Regions from separate parts of the Zea mays genome. Here region 2 is linked to region 1. The links are chromatin contacts, called in public Hi-C maps. All regions are on one chromosome and are shown on one strand. The core of a region is the stretch at or near the end of the contact, and the rest is flanking DNA. Distances in the headings are between cores, read along the strand shown. Region 1 has its middle 24 kb from the start of TRNAE-CUC. Region 2 holds the start of LOC100281836.

Evidence for each region. Hi-C and Micro-C count contacts between places; a contact is called where the count stands out from the background.
Region 2: a Hi-C map of ear shows a contact between it and region 1, with 4 times the contacts expected there. The contact joins the promoter of LOC100281836 here to the enhancer-like site in region 1. A contact is called at or near these places in 2 of 25 Hi-C or Micro-C datasets (ear and tassel).

Annotation. Positions count from the first base shown.
Region 1 is chr5:92,458,202-92,464,093 of Zm-B73-REFERENCE-NAM-5.0, reverse strand. No RefSeq gene overlaps it. Among protein-coding and RNA genes, the nearest start is that of TRNAE-CUC, 24 kb to the right of the region's middle. Within about 2 kb of position 2,178, at least 15 of the 20 cell types and tissues checked have an H3K27ac peak or open chromatin away from gene starts, as enhancers often do. A contact at or near this core is called in ear and tassel, where this site is marked.
Region 2 is chr5:92,654,635-92,661,063 of Zm-B73-REFERENCE-NAM-5.0, reverse strand. LOC100281836 reads right to left here and starts at 1,582. Exons shown (of 8, transcript NM_001154756.2): 1 at 1,279-1,582; 2 at 1,046-1,170; 3 at 910-947; 4 at 375-485. The coding sequence starts at 1,518.

The DNA of each region.
Region 1 (5,892 bases), core at 929-3,428:
TCTATGACAATATTTAAATGTTTATTCTATGATTTATGTGAATGCTTCATTCTTCGTTGTTATGCTTACGAAGGTTTGTCCTTCGTAACCTTCGTCCGAGATGCTTTATATCCCGAAGGGATATATCGTTATGGAGGACGAAGGACCTTAACACTTAACATTTTTTATGTTGCCTTGTTCTTAATTCTTAGCATTTGAGAACAAGTCCCCAACACCACTAATACATTAATGAAATCGAACTAAACAATAATACTAATCACACGCAGTAATCAAACAAACACAATTACAAATATATACTAATTCCGGTGGCAACTAAATAACGGTCGCCGAAAACATGGAATAAAATACGCAAAAAATTAACCTCTTGATGGGAAGAGCTCGGCGACGACGACAGAGTGGTGGCAGCAGGAGGGCTCGGTTGCGGCCAGTCGACGGGAGCCGAGGGCGGCGGCGGACGACGGGACGGAGCCGACGGGGGCGTGGCTCGACGGGGGTGTGGCTGCGGCTGGGGCGGGCACGGCGGGGTGGGCGGGCGGCGCGGCGGTGGACGGCGGCGACCGAGCGAGAAGGAGAAGAAGAGAAGAAAATAAGCTGTTATTTTCGACGACTGTGTCAGCGGTCGCCGAAAATAATCGTGTTTTCGGCGGCTGTGTCAGAAGCCACCGAAAATAAGTTCTTATTTTCGGCGCCTAAGCCCTGGCCGCCGAAAATAACCTTGGCCGCTGAAAATGGTGTGTAGTGTTGTTGTGACATATTTTTCACCATTGGCCATCTCAACGGTATCCGCTTGCAATTTGGATTCGGTTCATCCTCCGCGGTCGCATAATTCGGTTGTCGTCGCCTTATTGCTACCACATGACCGTGGCCCCTACAAGCATCACCCCTTGGGTGCAAACGACCACTTAGGGTTCGTTTTGTATAGGACTTAGATTTCTGGAAAATCTAATTCTAGCGGTAAGCTATAAGAAAGTTGTTAAGTTGACAGTTGTAGGAAAGGCAAAATATGTTTCGTTGATATAACTGTCAACTCTAGATTCTAGAACATGATATGTTGGTAACATGAATGACATGATTCTAAAAAATATAGGGCATGAGATAATTTTGAATTGAACTAAATGAATCTATAGATTTTCAAGAACATATTCTGTTGTTGTACCCATTTGATTGAGATTTCAAAATTTTAACAGCGAATCTGGTTTAGAAAGCTAAACCTAGTTCAGAAAGTTGACCCAAACACACTCTTACCTTCTACATTGGGGCACCGGTGGATAGCCGATACAGTACCAGCAGGTAGAGATGGCAACATGTCGGATTTGGGTCGGGTGGAGCAAGAATCCTCGGGTTTCGGGTCACATACGGATTTTTACTCATTATGCACTTGTAAACAATAATTCAGCTATAAACAATTAGATACCGACAATAATTAAGTTATATATGCGTATTATAAGACTTCTCACATTGAGCAACAAAAAACATTTTATGAATCATTAGACAAAGTCACTTGTTCAAAATAATTACTATTATATCTTAATCATTTTTATATTTATATAAAATAAAAAATGAATTAAATTTTAGACCGAACACGAATCACAAAATAGAAACTCGTGCCCACAACTACGAAAGTACGGGTTGGAGCTAAGATTAAAATATTCATCCATACCTATATAACCGCATCCATTGGATCACGAACCACATCCCCTACGACCTACCAGCAGCAAGCAGCACGACCCGGCGGTGGCTGCGAAGACGTACACTGTGGTGCACCAGCAGCACCACAAGTACACGTACGTACGAGCACACTGCACACCTATATTTAGGAAATCCAAGAATGCTGCACGTATATTTTTTTTCCATATCGGGGAGAAGAGAAAGGACTGCATATCGACGTGCGCGTTTAACGCGTTGTTAATCACACGAGGTTCCAAACGTTAAATAATCTGGCTACGCACGAAACATCATAATTCATAACAAATTTACAGGATTACTAATTCTGAGAAAAGTAAAGAACATGTTCTGTTGTAGTCTAGTTGGTCAGGATACTCGGCTTTCACCTGAGAGACCTAGGTTCAAGTCTTTGCAACAAAAGTTTTTTTTTGATTTTTTTGTGCACTTGTTCTCTCGAAAATGGGCTTGGCCCATTGAAGGCATGTTCTGGAAAATGGGCTTGGGCCATAAAAGGCATCATCTGGTGTGCCAGGTGGATAGAAGAGGGCAAGAGGCCTTATGGATTGAGGCCAAATTTTGGCCAGGTTTGACTATGTTTGAATTTGAAAATATATTTATTTAAATAACAATTTTGTTTGTTCATTGTGCTTATTTGGCGCCCAAATAAGACCTATGAACAAGGAATTTCTTTTTTTTTGACCAAATCAGACGTTGTTTGGAAAAAAATTAATGGCTTGTTTAAGATTATAAATAGTTTTTAATTAAATCCGGTTAAATCTAAAATGGGTTGACTGAGCACTACGCTAGAATGGCATGTTATTATTTGCGTATATGTATACCATATTTCTTTTCTTACATAATTAAGCTCTTGAGGTATATATTGTACAGCGATATAGTTACCGTGGCCCAAAACTTTATGTAACACGGAAAGAATCTACTCGTTATTGGGCAACTAACGTGTCTTTGTTCAAACATTTTTTAGGGCCAATAGATAGATCGATGGGAGAGAGACCCCAACATTTCTCTTAAGCCTCTGTGTTTAATAACAGCAAATCTGGTTTAGAAAGCTAAACCTACTTAAAAAAGTTGACCCAAACACACTCTTACCTTCTACATCGGGGCACCGGTGGATAGTCGATGCAGTACCAGCAGGTAAGGATGGCAAATGTCAGATTTGGGTCGGGTGGAGCAAAAATCCTCCCGTGATCGCACCCTCAAAGTCCACCTAAACTTGCCCACGATCGTACTCGCAGGTTCCATTCCAAACCCACACCCGAACATGTCGGGTTTCAGGTCACATGCGGGGTTTTACTCATTATACACTTGTAAACAATAATTCAGCTATAAACAATTATGTACCGACAATAATTGAGATATCTACGGATTTTAAGTCTTTTCACATTGAGCAGCAACAAAACATTTCATGAATCACTAGGTATATATCCGTGTGTTGCAACGGAGACACTTGTGCACGCATAGATCATTGTTTAGTGATGCAATGACACAAAATTTTCGATAAAATGTTAGGGACAACGATTACATGAAAACGATATTTATGTGGGATATATGACCATTGACCATTGATGCAATTACTATTTTTTGTCACATCTACTTGCATAATTCATATCTCTTATTAATTTTAGTAGGGTGTCGAGGCGCGGAGAGGGAGCGAGGAGGCGGAGAAAGAGTGCCAGCCACGGAGGTGTGACATGTGGACTGCTCGTATCGATTGTGTGGGAAATGAGCCTATTAAATGAGAATGGTGTAAACACGCTGGGGCCGGTGGAAAGATTGCAACAAAGATGGCATGATTATTATGTGAAATCTTCAAGCCATATGACCATTCGCACATTACATTCCAAAGTTTACCACACACAAACATATTTACTTTTCTATATACATTTCTTTTATTAATAACTTCCATGCATGCTTTAGTACTACTAAGAATAAATGAAAAAAATCAAATTCAAGGAAAAAGTTTTTTGCCCGAATATACTGAGTGGACAAAAAAAACATAGAAATCTTGAAACTCATAGACATTCAGTCCTGACATTATACACTTCACAAATATACACGATAATTACCATACGTACAAAACATGTACGTACCCGATGATCTGACAGATGTAACGCAACCGAGTTTAACATTGGAGCTAGGCCATATTGGCGATGAGGTAGCTTAGCTTAGCTTAGCGGTCCATCCCCTACATAGGGCAGTGGGTACAGTGGCGGCACCTTCACAAACTCCACACCTCCATAAGTGGTTTGCACCATTGTCCCCGGACACCTTCATAACGACGTTCTCGCCCTTGGCACCAGCTTGCTGCTAGCACAGACGCATGCATAAAGGAGGTGGTCCTCGGTTCACCGTCAGCTAGAGTTCCATCAACGATAGATTTAGCAGCAGTATGATAGATTTCACTAAACTGCACCTACTCCAACAACGACGACGCGCTTCCAGTTCACTGAAACTCACTTACACAGACCCAGTGTCTAATATTAAGAATAATAAAAGGGGGAGGAACCCTAAACAACATCACAAAGTCACATGTTGGATTTTTTGGAGAAAGATTTGGTGTTTCCATTTTATCACAATATCCACTACAAATGAAATACATGTACCTATTTTGAAAGAAATTGTTGTCTGATCTAGTTCATTCTTATTGTGAACATTATATTATTAATTTATTTGACTTTTGAAAGTCACCTAGAGGGGGGTGAATAGGCAAATCTGAAATTTATAAACTTTAAGCACAACTATAAGTCGGGGTTAGTGTTAGAAATATAACCGAGTCCGAAAGAGAGGGCGAAAAAATCAACCAAAGAAATAGAGCGGATGACACGGTGATTTATTTTACCGAGGTTCGGTTCTTGCAAACCTACTCCCCGTTGAGGTGGTCACAAATACCGGGTCTCTTTCAACCCTTTCCCTCTCTCAAACGGTCACCTAGACTGAGTGAGCTTCCTTCCTTGATTTCTCGGGTCACTTAGACCCCGCAAGGACCACCACACAATTGGTGTCTCTTGCTTCGCTTACAAGGCTTTGAGATTAAGAATGAGAGAAAGAAGAAAGCCAACCAAGCAACAAGAGCAACAAAAGAACACAAGTCGATCTTCTCGCAGGTCCTAAAAACTAGAGTTGAATTGTGGACTTTGATTTGATTGGAGGCTTTGATTTATGTCTTGGAGTGTTGTGTATTGCTCTTGTATTGAATGAGAAGTAGTGAATGCTTGGATGTCTTGAATGGTGGTGGTTGGGGGTATTTATAGCCCCAACCACCAAAATAGCCGTTGGGGAGGGCTGCTGTCGATGGGCGCACCGGACAGTCCGGTGCGCCAGCCACGTCACCCAACTGTTAGGGTTATGACGGTTTCGACCGTTGGAGCTCTGACAGCCTGGGCCACCGGACAGTCCGGTGTCGCACCGGACAGTCACTGTTCACTGGTCCGGTGCGCCTTCTGGCGCTGCTCTAACTCTGCGCGAACTGTCCGCGCACTGTTCACTTCTCAGCCGACCGTTGAAGTCGACCATTGTGCTTGGGAGCCGTTGCTCCGCTGGCACACCGGACAGTCCGGTGAATTATAGCAGAGCGCGGCCTCAGAAACCCGAAGGTGAAGAGTTTGAAGTCGATCCACCCTGGTGCACCGGACACAGTCCGGTGCGCCAGACCAAGGTTCTCTTTGGTTTCTTTTGCTCCTTTCTTTTGAACCCTAACTTCAATCTTTTTATTGGTTTGTGCTGAACCTTTGGCACCTGTAGAGCATGTAATCTAGAGCAAACTAGTTAGTCCAATTATTTGTGTTGGGCAATTTAACCACCAAAATCATTTAGGAAAAGGTTTGACCCTATTTCCCTTTCAATCTCCCCCTTTTTGGTGATTGATGCCAACACAAACCAAAGCAAATATATAAGTGCATAATTGAACTAGTTTGCATAAGGTAAGTGCAAAGGTTGCTTGGAGTTAAACCAATTTATTCTTTCATTGGATATGCATGGATTGCTTTCTTTCTTTTAACATTTTGGACCACGCTTGCACCACTTATTTTGTTTTTGCAAATAGTCAAAGGTATATGAATAAGATTGCAAGAAGCATTTTCAAGATTTGAAATTTTCTCCCCCTGTTTCAAATGTTTTTCCTTTGACTTAAACAAAACTCCCCCTGGATGAAATTCTCCTCTTAGTGTTCAAGAGGGTTTTACCAATTGAAAAAAGATTAACTATACCAAT
Region 2 (6,429 bases), core at 333-2,832, 200 kb before region 1:
CTGCTTCCCTGATGGAAGTGAAAAGTATCGGATGGAAAAATGACCATCTAAGAAATAATAATAACAGATGAATAGCTTTTCAAGGGTAAAATAAAATATGTATATGACCTGCAAGTACTATAGTATTGTATTCACAAAATTCATTGGCATCCACATATTGTTCTTTTTTCCTTGAAACTATGGTACTATGCACACATAATGGGATCATTAAGTCTAGACTATTGAGTAATCTAGAAAGATGATGCCAGTGTGCAATAGCACCACATTCATTTCATATATAACTAAATCATGAAAAGACAATTTGAGGCATAAGATGCCTAATTAACTACAGCATAAAATGCTAATGTATCACAATTGCAAGTTTCAGTATTCACCTCTTGAACCACCACCAAGCAGCTCGCACATATGGTCCAATGCTTCTTTCTCCCTGCGGTTCTTCTCTTCCTTGGGTACATTATCAGAAGGGGTGATGTCACCAACAATTGCTGGAGTACCAAAAGAAAAAACAATTGAAATGAGTCAACTGAACCCACATCCTCATAGGCAGTTAGTTCCAGAAACAGGCAAGCTGGCTTAGGAACAGCAGCAAGAGTCCATATGAGCGGAGGGCAAAATCATGTGTTCATTTCTAAGCTGAGCATGCTTCTGAATGAAAATAGGAAAATGTGCACATAGTTTAAAGTTTTACACTTTGGCTAGCAGAGGTCAAAGAACCAACTAATTGGCACAAGTACTTGAACACACATCCTACATTCCTACTACAGGTCTCCAGTCCAGTGGTCTAGTTACCATCTACCAACATCTCAGGTAGTAATAGGCTCGCATATTCACAAAATTGCATCCCTCATCTCACACAAAGCCCCAAAACTTCAGTGAAGCCGTCTAGACGGAAGTCTTTTGAGACCATACCTTCTGCAATGTCGTGCACAATCGCCATCTTGACACACCTGTAATTGAAGGGATAAATAAACAGTGTATGAAAACGGAACCGTAAGAAGGCTAAATACTGCCGAGCTAGACTTGAGAGCGAAACTGTCAGGATCACCTGTCGCGGTTGACGCCGGGTAGATCGGCCGCGACGAGCGCCATGACGCCCATCCGGTACATGTGGTCGGCCACCGACTCGGGCGCCTGCACCCCGCGCTTCACCCACCCCGCCCTCTTGGTCGTCTGCAATTACATCCACAATCTCATCCATCGCGTCACATTTCCATCCATCTCAACCAAGCCGGCCCGTGGAAATGCGAAGCGACTAAACAGGGGCGCTCAGTCGCTCACCTTGAGGCGGTAGCAGAGCGTGAGGAAGTCGATGGCGTTGGACGCCGAAGGGGCCGGGGCACCGGCGTCCACCGATGCGGCGGGGGTCGGGGAGGAAGAGGAGGACATGGCGGCGGCGAGGCGGTGGGGGAGCGCGCGGTGAGCCGGGGCGAAGGGGACGGGGTGCTGTGGGGGCTTGGCGGCGGCGAGGGTGGTGGCGCAGAGGGAGGAGAGGGAAAGGGCTCGGCTCCCACCACCCATCGTTATTAGCTGAGGCCGGAGTAGGCGGAGGAGCGGTGGGCAGCGCAGGGCAGGCTCCGCGGATGGCGGGGTGGTCGCTCGCGGAACCGGCGCATGCCCGCCCGCGAGCCCGTGGCCCAGCTTGCGCGGCGGGCGGACCGTGGATCACGTGGGGTACTGAGGTTCTCCTAATTTGGGCCCCAGCGCACGGGGATCGATCGCGCTAGAGGGTCGATCCTTTCCTTTTTCATTTTCGGCTGCCGGGCCCATTCGGCCAATCCGGATTCCGGAGTCTGCAATGTTGCGGATAGCCCATGGTTGGCCAAGAATGCGGCCCGGCCCGTGAGGGGTCCACCCCCACGTGGAAATAACACCAGCCCATCAATTTATATGTCTTTGAGTCTGAATTTTAACCCAGCTAAATCTGTCGAGAACTTACAGCAAGGGAAGAGATTAAGCGCTGTTTGGATCAAAATATTAGACTCACTTATCCAATAAAATAGGTAACACAGAATTTTAGATGATATTATTTACAGAGTTGCGTTTAATATAGGAATAAAATAGAGGATACAATAGGGGATCAGTTGGAGATGGCCTTATACTATCAAAAAATCTTATGTGGGCTAATATCAAACGAGAAGCTCTAGTCTTCTATATAACAAGGAAATAGTTTTTTGTGCTTCTGCCTCGACAAAAAGAGAATAAGCCCTCCATTGCTGAGGAGAGGGTTCAAGGTCTGAATTTGGAAATTGCACCACAGCAAGTCCTCCCGCCTTGCCTAATTGTCTTACATGATAGGCTTCGTTTCCGTTCGCTGAATAAAGAAGCACGGTATGTCGTTTTTGACCGCTCTAGACAATTGTTTAGTAGATTTTGTTCAAACTAGATTGTTTTCTCGCGGTCAGATACATATTGTAGAGTGATTTCTTACTGTCAGATACATATTGTAGATTGATTTATGTATACACTAGCATGTTAAATCCTGATGATTTGACCTGCTTAATATATCCAATCTATTACTTTTACTTAAAAAGCCATCGATGTCCTACTAACCGCGGGTCGTACGAATCACCCCGATGGCGAGGCTCGTGCGCCAGTCGCGTGCACTACACACCCACCCCACCGGTGGCCCACACGTTGCGTTCATGAATAGATCGGTCATGCCGGCTTCTAGTCGTACACTATGTCGGCGCCCCCAACTCTGCGCCTTGATGTCACACTGACCCACGCACCCATGCCCTGCTGCTGGTCACGCCATCTCGAGCTGAGATGGTTCACGCTGCGTCAGCCCACGGCGCCACCCCGCACTGGGTCGCGCTTGCTCGGCCAGCTGGGGCGCAGCTCGTCGGCATATGCTTCAGCCACGCCTCGTCAGCACGCCCTGGACCGGCTCCCGTGGGTCATGCAATTTATCTATTTAAATTTCTATTATTGATAATTAGCACGCCTAATTAACCTAAAGTTAATTTTGTGTGACGGACTATGGTTGAAGACAACAGAATTGATTCGTGGAGCTTGTCCTCAATGGCAAGAACTAACCGACCTAGACTAACGACTGCAAGTTTCACCTAGAGGCGATATAGCTAGGAAAGGAGATCTTCTGGTAGGGCCCGAATGACACTTGCCTGAAACTTCATGAGAAAGCAAAAATTACGATCTTCGTCGGGCACCACATCCATCCAGGCCTGAAGATGGAGTATCCAGAGGTGAAAGACCATATGATATTGTGGACAGAGCTATGTGAGTGTTTCAGTGTGGAGAAGCATGTGATGCTCCCGCGGGCGCAACATGAATGGGCCACTCTCGACTTCAATGCAGTTGAGGCTTACAACACTGTCATCCATCGCATTGTCGCTCAGCTACATTTCTGTGGCCAGATAGCCATAGACTTAGAGATGATCGAGAAAACTCTCCAAACCTTCTACCCCTCCAATATGGTGCTCCAACAGCAGTACTGTAGCAACAAGTACACAAATAATGTGACCTCGTCAACATGTTGCTTGGTGCTAAGGCTCAGAATGAGCTTCTGATGCAGAACTACTAGAAGCATCCATTCGGCACGCGGTCATGCATAAAGCACACGCCAACTTCTAGTCTTAAAGGAAGAAAGGTCCCTCCAGAGAAAGGGGTCATGGGCACTGTAATAATCAGGGGATGAGAGGGGGAATTTTTACGAAGCCACCACAAAATGGCAGTAGAGTAGCAATGGCTATGGCAAAGGCAAAGGCAAAGGCAAAACCTCAGAAGGGCTATGCAAGCTCCTCAAAGCATGCCAGTGAAGGTTGTTTCAAAGAAACACTTGATTGGCATGTATCAGGAGTGGAAGAAACGCATAGCTCATAGGCTCACCTTATTTATTCATGCATCTATACACGCTATGATTATAGAGCCTATGTAACACCCTGAATTTGGGGGTATAAAATTTCTTCTCTAATATCTACCAAATTCAGGTGTTACCACTTTTCTCATCTCCGTAGATTTCCTATTTCTTCCTTTCTAATAGAGTTTTGGTTATATATTTGGGAGATGTATTTTTTTCTTTACTATATTCAAACCTAGGGGAGACATGAATTGTTGCATCATGCTGAGCTTAAACTTTGTTTTTGGTTGATGCACATGTTTGAAATATTCAAATTTGAATTTGTGGTTTCGTTGGATTTGAATTCAATAGAGAAAATAAAAATAAAAGGAACTAGAAATTCAGAATAAAAAGAAAATAGAAAAGCAGCCCAGCCTACGCACCTGCCCTCTCTCTCCATCTGCCAGGTGGGCCCGACCTATTGGTGCCGCTCACCCTCGCGCGCACGCCCCCGCTCTCCCTCTGTGCAGTGGGCCCAGCCCATCAGCGCTGAATCATTTCCTCCTCACACGTGCTCGTGCCTCTACTCTGTGGGCCCGCCTTGTCAGTCTCATCTTCCCCGCAACCGCTGCTGACCCGCACACGCACTCACGCCGAGGAAGCCGACCACGTTGCCTACCCACGCCCCCAGCTCCCTTTTGAGCCCCGCCTACACCCGCTCTCCCTCCCCTTCCTAATTTCACCCACTCTCAACCTCTCTCGCGCTTAGCCGCCGCCGCTCAAGCTCGCCGGAGAAGCGCGCCACCGCGTCGTCTGCCCGGAGCTCCTAGCATCGTGTCAAGCATCCCCGAGCACACTCCTAAGGTAAGGAACCATCCCCGTGCCCTTCCTGCCCCGATTCTTTTCCCTCTACGGTGAATTTGTGTTCGCTGGAGCTCTATCGCGCTGGTTTGCCGCGCCCGCTCGGTGTCCGACCGATTCAGCCCCGCCCCGTGCCCGTGCCTTGGCCCTAGGCGTCCCTCACCCCTCACCGAAGCTTGTGCTGGCCTCGGTGCACCGGATTCCGCCTCCTCACGGTCGGGATTGCTCACCGGAGTAACCCCGACCTGTGGCAGAACCTCCCAAGTTATTAGGCCCACATGCACCTATCCTTGTCCCAAAGACCTCAGACGGCTGTGCATGTGCACCAGATAACTTAACAGGATCTGTCCGATTGCCCCAAGGACATCGGATAAACCACTTACAACCAGAACCGCGAGATTAAGTAACACAAATCACACACACCAATATTGTTGCAGCGGAAATCTTACTACCAAATTTTACAGGTTACAAAAATTTTACATTAGTTTATCGGAGTGATTACAAAAGTATAAGTTTGAAATATATATGCTAGCTCAAGGGATCATCCTCAATAAGAAGTATAGAAGGGTTACTTAGACTTATAAGAAGGCCGAGCCCACCGGCACTTAACACCATCAACAACAGCACAAAGTTAGAACCTGAAAAACAACAGGGAATAAAACCCTGAGTATGGAATTACTCAGCAAGTCTTACCCGACTAAAGAAAAGACTCTCAAGGGTATGCTGGTTATATGGGAGTCAAGGTAAGGCTTTTCAATAATCAAAGACTCTGTTTTGCAGAAATGCTTACTAAAGTGGATCCTTAAAATCCAGTTTTATTTGTCAAGTTAAGTAGAATTACCTGTAACTAGAGTTCTTTCTACCCTAGTTCAATCACTGGTCCTGCACTAGCCAATTTCTTAACAAAAACCCATCATCTTTAGTGGAATGCTACGTGTAGGGCAATGACCAAGTCTTCATAACCGCGAAGGTACGGCGATCCGAATCGATTATACTCAGCTGAGGATCTCCAATCACACGACATATGTAGCACTTAACCCTTGCATATGTCAACCCGCCACCGGGGTTCTTAAGACCAGATCAGGTTCACGCAAACCGAGAGCACAGTTACACCACCGTCCAGCCTCTTGCCACGGAGGGTACACGCTACTCTCGCCACCGCTCCACGCCCATTTCGTGTTATCTTATTCTGGCCTTAGTCTGCCCGAGGCAAGGCTTACCCATGACGAGGCATGTGACCAGTTAAAGGGTCCTCGATCATCAAGCCTACATCGACAAGGTCCTTAATCGACTCAGACGGAGACACTACACTGAGACTCCTTTCCCGTGCAAGTCACCCGCCCGGTCTTAGCTTAATCTTTTAACCCAAAAACTTGGTACCTGGCAGAGGTACATCTTTTCCGATGTTGAATCCATCATATCCATGATGGATTCACCATCAAGTTTTATTTTTGAAAACAACCCTCCCACTTTGCCAAACATCTTTTCTAAAACAAATCCTTTTGTTTTTCTAAGCAATACTAAGCATAGTAAAACCTTTTTGTAAAAACGGGTTTTCAAGGAGGGTAATCAAGATCAAGGAAGGTAATGCAGGAATTGTTTAATCAATCAACTCCTGTCACCTAATGCAGCAATCAAGTGAGAAAGATTTTAAAAACATCAAGGGAGGTGGCAAATGCACCGGGGCTTGCCTGGGTAACACTAGGTTAGTGTTGTTAGACGACGTCCACTTGGCGACCATTTTCAGGTTTGTCCATCAGCATCATCCTGCG